Regions from separate parts of the Mus musculus genome. Here region 2 is linked to region 1. The links are chromatin contacts, called in public Hi-C maps. All regions are on one chromosome and are shown on one strand. Each heading gives the region's core, a stretch centred on a gene start, on an enhancer-like site or on the middle of the called end of the contact. The rest is flanking DNA. Distances are from core to core; before and after follow the strand shown.

What was found. Hi-C and Micro-C count contacts between places; a contact is called where the count stands out from the background.
Region 2: a Hi-C map of cortical glia shows a contact between it and region 1, with 4 times the contacts expected there. The contact joins two enhancer-like sites. A contact is called at or near these places in 6 of 39 promoter capture datasets (the 3T3-L1 cell line, the C10 cell line, embryonic stem cells and 3 more), 10 of 15 datasets of contacts at CTCF or cohesin (CD8 T cells, the G1E-ER4 cell line, the NIH/3T3 cell line and 4 more), 246 of 484 Hi-C or Micro-C datasets (the 3T3-L1 cell line, 3T3-L1-derived adipocytes, the 63-12 cell line and 132 more), 38 of 115 datasets of contacts at active chromatin or transcription factors (the 230-238 cell line, the HPC-7 cell line, the NIH/3T3 cell line and 30 more) and 4 of 9 other capture datasets (adipose tissue, embryonic stem cells, embryonic tail and 1 more).

The regions. Positions count from the first base shown.
Region 1 is chr4:106,230,632-106,234,400 of GRCm38.p6, forward strand. No RefSeq gene overlaps it. Among named protein-coding and RNA genes, the nearest start is that of Gm12724, 4.6 kb to the right of the region's middle. Within about 2 kb of position 2,035, at least 86 of the 459 cell types and tissues checked have an H3K27ac peak or open chromatin away from gene starts, as enhancers often do. A contact at or near this core is called in cortical glia and neural stem cells, where this site is marked.
Region 2 is chr4:106,377,779-106,381,315 of GRCm38.p6, forward strand. It overlaps Usp24 (ubiquitin specific peptidase 24), which reads left to right. Exons shown (of 68, transcript NM_183225.2): 27 at 1,261-1,359; 28 at 1,451-1,624; 29 at 2,291-2,376; 30 at 2,650-2,743. Among named protein-coding and RNA genes, the nearest start is that of Gm40218, 55 kb to the left of the region's middle. Within about 2 kb of position 1,288, at least 18 of the 459 cell types and tissues checked have an H3K27ac peak or open chromatin away from gene starts, as enhancers often do. A contact at or near this core is called in cortical glia and neural stem cells, where this site is marked.

The DNA of each region.
Region 1 (3,769 bases), core at 785-3,284:
CTACAGTTTAAGAAATAATTCAGGGTAATATAGTACGTTCTTTGCATGTCCAACACATGGTTGATGCCTACCACTGCAAAATAATTATAGATAAACAAATAATCATCTTTATGCATGAGACGTAGACTTTTTGCTGATTTGGACTTCAAGGGAAACAATATTCAAGTTTCAACTAGAAGGGTAATTTCCAGACAATTTCAATTTCTCGAGTTAGTTTGTTCCAATAGATCAATGAAGAGCTTTTCTTAGAACTGGACAATGGTAAAAAGTTTTCATTAGTTGACAAAAGGATTGGTAAATTTTTCATAAAAATTAGAATATTTTAAAGTGTAGGTGAAGAATATGTTCCTATACAATGTCTTTTTTATTTATTTATTTTATTTTTTAATCTTTATTTTTGAGGTGGGGTCTCTCTATGTAGCCTTAATTATCCTGGAACTCTCTATGTAGATCAGGTTAGCCTGGAACTCAATAGAGATTTTCCTACTTCTGCCTCCCAAGTGCGAGGATTAAAGGTGTGTACCACCATTCCTGGCAATATCTGCCTTTTCAAAGACAGTGTGTGTGTGTGTGTGTGTGTGTGTGTGTGTGTGTGTGTGTGTGTGTGTTTGAGTATGTACATGAGGGTGGGTGTGTGCATGTGTGTGTGTGTCTGTGTTTGAATGTGTGTTTGTGTGTGTGTTTGAGTGTGTACATGAGGGTGAATGGGTGAGTGGGGGGGTGCATGTGTGTGAGTGTGTACCTGTGTGTGAGTGTGTGCATGTTGGGTGAATGTGTGTGTGTAGGCTTATGTGAATGTGTAGGCATGTGTGCATGTGTGTAGATGTGTGTGCATTGTGTAAGTGTGTGCCTGTGTGTGAGTGTGTGCCTGTGTGTGTAGGTGTGTGTGCATGTGGGTAAGTGTGTGCTTATATGTGAGTGTGTACATGTGTGAATGTGTGTATGTGGAGCCAGAGAGCTCAACAGTAGGTATATTCTATCACCATAAAATCTTTTTAATTGAAAATGTTTCATACAATGTATTTTCCCACATTCCAACTCCTTACAGATACCCACCTCCCTACCCACCTACCTTCATGTTCTTTCTCTCTCAAAACAAAACAAACAAACCCACACAAAAATCACAGAGTTCATTTTGTGTTGGCCAACTTCTCCTGAGCGTGGGGCTTGCCCTGAACTGTGGTTGATGTGTCCCTCCACTGGAGAGAACCAATCTGTCTTCCCCCATCACTTACCCCTTGCAAACAGCTTCTTGGCCAGTCGTGGTGCTTTGTGCCCACTTCTCCTTCCTTAGGCTGGGATTTTGTCTGGGTCGAACATGTGAGGGTCTTGTGCGTGCTGGCACAGTCTCCATGGGTTCATATGCTCATCGACTGTGCCATTTCTGGACAATGCTATTACCCTGGAGTCTCCATTCCACCTTATTTTTTCAGGCAGGGTCTCCCTTTGAACCAGGAGCTCTAATTTTGGTTAGGCTGCCAGGCCAGAGAACACCCTTCCCTCCAGCTCCTGCGTCAGCCCTCACGAGATGCTGGGATTACAGCTGCCTGCCCTCATGCCTGATTTTTGGGTGACTTTGGGGTTCTGAATTTAGGTCCTCATGCTTATGAAGTAGGCACTCTAACCACTGAGCCATCCTGCTGGCCCCATTTCATATTCTAAACATGAAAAGTGTGTGTGTGTGTGTGTGTGTGTGTGTGTGCATGTGATGTGCCTGTGTCACTGGTTCAAGGTGTAAAACATTTTTTCTCACTGTAGGCTACAGTAAAAAGTGTTTGAAGTTGGTAACTTGGCAAGTGTTAGCTTAAGACCTCATCCCCGAAGCCTGCAGGCTGCCAGTGGGTCTCCAAGACACAAATAAATGGATCCCTTCAAGGGCTGAAATCAACAGAGCTTCTTGCTCCTCTCCTCACAGCTGAGTGTGGCTAGGGCCCAGAAGAAAACTGGCACTGTTTGTCTAGGGGGTGTACTGAGAACAAAGAGGCAGTTTGTCCCAGGGCCTGCCGATCCGGCCTCCTTCACAGGCACTAAATTCATTCAGTATCACTGCCCTGCAGGCTGCCCCGCTGGCCTGGTGGGCCTGCCAGCCTCTTCCACAAGGAGTTAGTGTCAGATCTGGGCAGCTCTCTCTGCCTGATGCAACGGACATTCAGCTAGCCTGTGAGAATCGGAAACAGAGGCCCCTGTCACTTGAAAGATAACATCCTCCTCCACGCTCCACGAGGAGGACCCAGGAAGTCAACAGCTCTCCAGATGTGAGGCAGTGTGAGAAGGGCGCTGGTGTTCCGCCTCTCTCCCTCCCAATCTCTTCCCCTCATCTCTTGTTACTAAATGGAGTCTCTGGCTTTCCCAGAGTCCACTTCCTCTAAGCCATGTGAGGGAAAGAAGGGAAGGCGAACTATTATGTTAAGAGTTCCAAGTCAATCAGGCTTCTGGGGTGAGTGCTTACCTGCTGAGCTATCTCACTGTCTTCCCCAGATCCCCGTTTCAGTGCAGATAAGGAAAATGAGACATAGGAAAATCCCCCACTCAAGCCTGTCTGGCTCCAAGTTCAAAACCCACTAAGGCACTAAGGAGAGAGACAGTACATAAAACTTGAATAACTCTAGAACAGTCTTGGGCATGGGCAACACGGCCACTAGTGTGTCACAGGATGAGAACCAAGAGGCAGTTGAATAGGAATGCAGGCAGTATGAGTCTGAGCTGAAGGGCAGTGATGGGGTCACCGGTAAGAGCACCTCTTTATGTCATGCAGATCCAGGTACCATCGCCGTAGAAATGGACTTTACTTGGTAGAGGAAGTTTAGTTGCATAGCAACACTTGAGCTGAAGTAGCTCCCGTAACACACACACAGTCAGTCTACCCCCACTCAACCTCTCATTAGAGTGCTTCCTTTGTTGGCTGAATCAGTGTAGACACAATGCCATCACCCAAACTCTGGAGCACACATGAGGACTCATTCTTCATAACGTACGTACACTTAGGTGTGGCAAGTATAGTAAGCTGTGGCTACCATTGTAGCGATACATGAGATTGTTTCCCTGCCCTAAAAAATGCCTTTTGGTTCCTCTATTCATCTTTTCTTCTCTTCCTATATCCCAATCCCTAGAAGCCGTTTTTCTTCTGTCTTCATGGTTTTCTCTTCTCCAAAGAGTCCATAGCATTGGGCTCAGGTATCACATAGTCTTCATGGATTACCCACACCCCATATGTTAACCTTTATAAAAATATATGCAGGGCTGGTGATGTGGTTCAGCAGATAAAGGCACTTGCCACTAAGACCGACAAACTGTGTTCAATCCCCAGGACCCACTTGGTGGAAGGATGGAAGGAGAAAACTGATACCCACAAGTTATCCTCTGGCCTTTACAGGTGTACGCACCTACACACACACACACACGCACACGCACACACACACACACACAGAGTAAATAAGTAATTGTAATAAAAACCCTAAAAATATGACCAAGCAATGGTGGCTCATGCCTTTAACCCCAGCACTTGGGAGGCAGAGGCAGGCGGATTTCTGAGTTCGAGGCCAGCCTTGTCTACAGAGTGAGCTCCAGGACAGCCAAGACTACACAGAGAAACCCTGCCTTGAAATACATATAGATGATGCCTCCTTCTGAGATGATGGAGTAGACATTCTGTTCCTTATTATTCTGCATTCTTTCTAGCAAAACTGAAAATCAAAGTCAAACCTCTCTCACCCTCTGCTCCCCTTCTCTCTGTGCATAGAGGTGGGAAAGGGGCTGAATAGGAAACAAA
Region 2 (3,537 bases), core at 38-2,537, 150 kb after region 1:
ACGCTGGGCATGGTAGTATGTACTTACAATCCTAGGGCTGGGGACAGGGTCCAGGGAGATTGATAGAGGTTATTTAGCCATTCAGTGAACTCTAGGTTCAATGAGTGTCTCAAAAAGTAAGGTGGAGAACAGTAGAAAAAGGCACTTGACATCAGTCTCTGGTTTTCACACTCATGAATACATATACTCATACAACACCCACATACAAACATAAAATAAAGTAAGCCTGAAAGGAAAGGAAAGCTTGGAATATAAACAGATATAAAAACACAGTGCCAAGTGAAGATGTGTGTTCTAAAGAGTAAGTAATAGTAAAGGATAATAAGTGGGTTGAAGGTGATGATATTCATGAAATATCTTGGATCAAGATGGACCCCTGAGATGGCTCATGTTCAAGCAGGGATTTGAAAAGCAACAGAGCAATCGCTTTTATTAGTACAGTCTTTTCAGATAGAGAGCAGCAGGTATAAAAGCCCACAAGGTGGCTCTTGAGAGAGGGTGGGGATAGACGTGACTTCCAGGGAATGGCATAAAGCACTTAGCACTGTATAGGGGACCACCCAAGAGCGGGAGCTCTTGAGAAGGCTGCTGTCTTCCTAGTTTGCAGCAAAGGGTCCAGCACATCGCAGCTGCTGAGCAAAGGGTCCAGCACATAGCAGATGCTGAGCAAAGGGTCCAGCACATCGCAGATGCTGAGCAAAGGGTCCAGCACATAGCAGATGCTGAGCAAAGGGTCCAGCACATAGCAGATGCTGAGCAAAGGGTCCAGCACATCGCAGATGCTGAGCAAAGGGTCCAGCACATCGCAGATGCTGAGCAAAGGGTCCAGCACATCGCAGATGCTGAGCAAAGGGTCCAGCACACAGCAGATGCTGAGCAAAGGGTCCAGCACATCGCAGATGCTGAGCAAAGGGTCCGGCACATAGCAGATGCTGAGCAAAGGGTCCAGCACATCGCAGATGCTGAGCAAAGGGTCCAGCACATAGCAGATGCTGAGCAAAGGGTCCAGCACATAGCAGCTGCTGAGCAAAGGGTCCAGCACACAGCAGATGCTGAGCAAAGGGTCCGGCACATAGCAGCTGCTGAGCAAAGGGTCCGGCACATAGCAGCTGCTGAACAAAGGGTCCAGCACACAGCAGATGCTGAGCAAAAGGCTGGAGGGAAGACCCGGCAGTTCCGAGCACTGACTGCTCTCCAGAGAGCGATGAGTGCAGCAAGCACATGAGTTCACTCACACCAGTGTTGCACTTTATTTTCTAGGCTCACAGTAATGAGACGATAGGCAGCGTCCGCTGGAAGATAGCCAAACAGCTGTGCTCTCCTGTGGACAACATACAGATATTTACGAACGATAGTCTGGTGGGTTTAAAGAACACTTGTTGGCCTGTTGGCCCAGGTTGAATAGTTCCTCCTCTTGTACTCTCAGTAACTAAGAAACAACCTTTTGCAGCTGACTGTAAATAAAGATCAAAAGCTCCTCCACCAACTGGGGTTCTCTGATGAACAAGTTCTTACCGTGAAGACTTCTGGCAGTGGGACCCCCTCGGGGAGCTCTGCAGATTCCTCCACCAGCTCCAGCAGCAGCAGCAGTGGGGCCTTCAGTTCGTCCTACGCCATGGAACAGGTAGGAAAAGGGATTTACAGCTGCTGCCTTTCTGCCTTCAGCCTGTACAGCTTTGAGTGATCACAAAGATCTGGATAAAGAAGCTGTGTAATTGAGAACTTACTTGGAGCAGAAAAGATACAGTTTCCCAGTCTTAGTCTTGGGATGTCCTCCTGTCTGACCTCCTGTCTGACCTCCTGCTGACCTCCTGCTGACCTCCTGTCTGACCTCCTGCTGACCTCCTGTCTGACCTCCTGTCTGACCTCCTGCTGACCTCCTGTCTGACCTCCTGCTGACCTCCTGCTGACCTCCTGTCTGACCTCCTGCTGACCTCTCATAAGTCTTTCTCCCTGGATCTGCTGTTGTTTATCTCTCCACTGGGTCCTCCTTCAGTACTCAGATGTGCTGTGCTCTCTTAGTGCTTTAGAGGCAGGGAAGGTAGAGCATTGAGAAAAGTGCTCCTCATACAGCCATGAGAAGCTGAGTTCAGTCCCTAGCATCTGCATAAAAAGTAGGGAATGGTGGTACATGTTTATATCCCTGTCACTTGGAAAGTAGAGATAGGCAGTGACCTTCACTCCGTTCTGTAGTCACCCCCAAACTTTGTACAAGTACTGTTTGTAAGTTTGGTTAGAAAAAGAAAATTCCTTTGCTAGTATATATTTATGTTTAATGTTTTTCCCTCAGGAGAAATCTCTCCCTGGTGTGGTGATGGCACTTGTATGTAATGTGTTTGACATGCTGTACCAACTTGCCAACCTGGAGGAGCCAAGGTAAAGGCATGGATTTGTGAGGCTTGAAAGCAAGTTATTAAAGTTAATGAGCCAAGCAAATCTTACTTGAAATATATATTTCATTATATATCTAAAATATATATCTAATATATATACACACACACACACACACACACACACACACATATATATATATATATGTATATATATACTAAATTTATTTCATAGTAGTACATAAATTTATACTAGAAGACCATATAGCTTATATGAAAGAAATTAAAGAAACTTACTTTATTTTTGAAATTTTCTCAGGATAACTCTACGAGTGCGGAAGCTTCTGCTCTTGATACCCACTGACCCAGCCATTCAGGAAGCCCTTGACCAGCTGGATTCTTTAGGCAGAAAGGTATTCATGTTTTTAATAGTTGCTTACCTAGCTTGAACTTTTGTGACATGACTCATTGAAACATTACCTGAATCCTATGAAGGTCATTATGATATCATCTTTCTATAATACTTTCTCTTTTTTGAAAAATACCCTTGCCATAAGCTAAAACCAGATCCTTGTGTTACTTTGTAAAAAGTCCAAACAGATCCAATTATGAGATTGTCTTCTCTGTGCTCCTGGTATAAAAGGGGAGGCTGACGCCCAAAGAGACATACTTTCTATTCAGGGGTCAGGCAGTCCTGATGCATTGAGATGCTTGCCTTCTCGATGCTGAGAGGGCCTCCACAGGCATCAGGCTATGGAGTAAAGCACTAAGAGGTGAGAATGAAAACTTGGATTAATTTCATCAACCCGTGTTAGACCCCAGGAAGTCTGATGCCAGGTGATTTATTGCCAACAAAATTAAACAGTCTAATTTGGAAAAAAAAAAAACGTTTCCTGGTGTAATATAATCTCCCAGTGCACAAAGAAATGTAATTACACTGAAACTCAACTCAGGATACCTGTCATTTCCTCCAAGAAGATGGGTTCTTGAGAGACGCTACCTGTACTAGCTAAGGGCCTAAGGAAGGATCTGGTCTGGCTTTGGTCATATAGATAGTGGAGGACTATTAGTTACCTCTGGTTCTAGTTATGGGAGCGTGGGCGAGTCTGTGGGTATGCAGATAACGTAAGAGTCGTTTAGACTGAAGGTTTTACATGCCCATTCCTTTTCGAGGACAATCCTGCATGCTTCACATTCCTGGATTCAC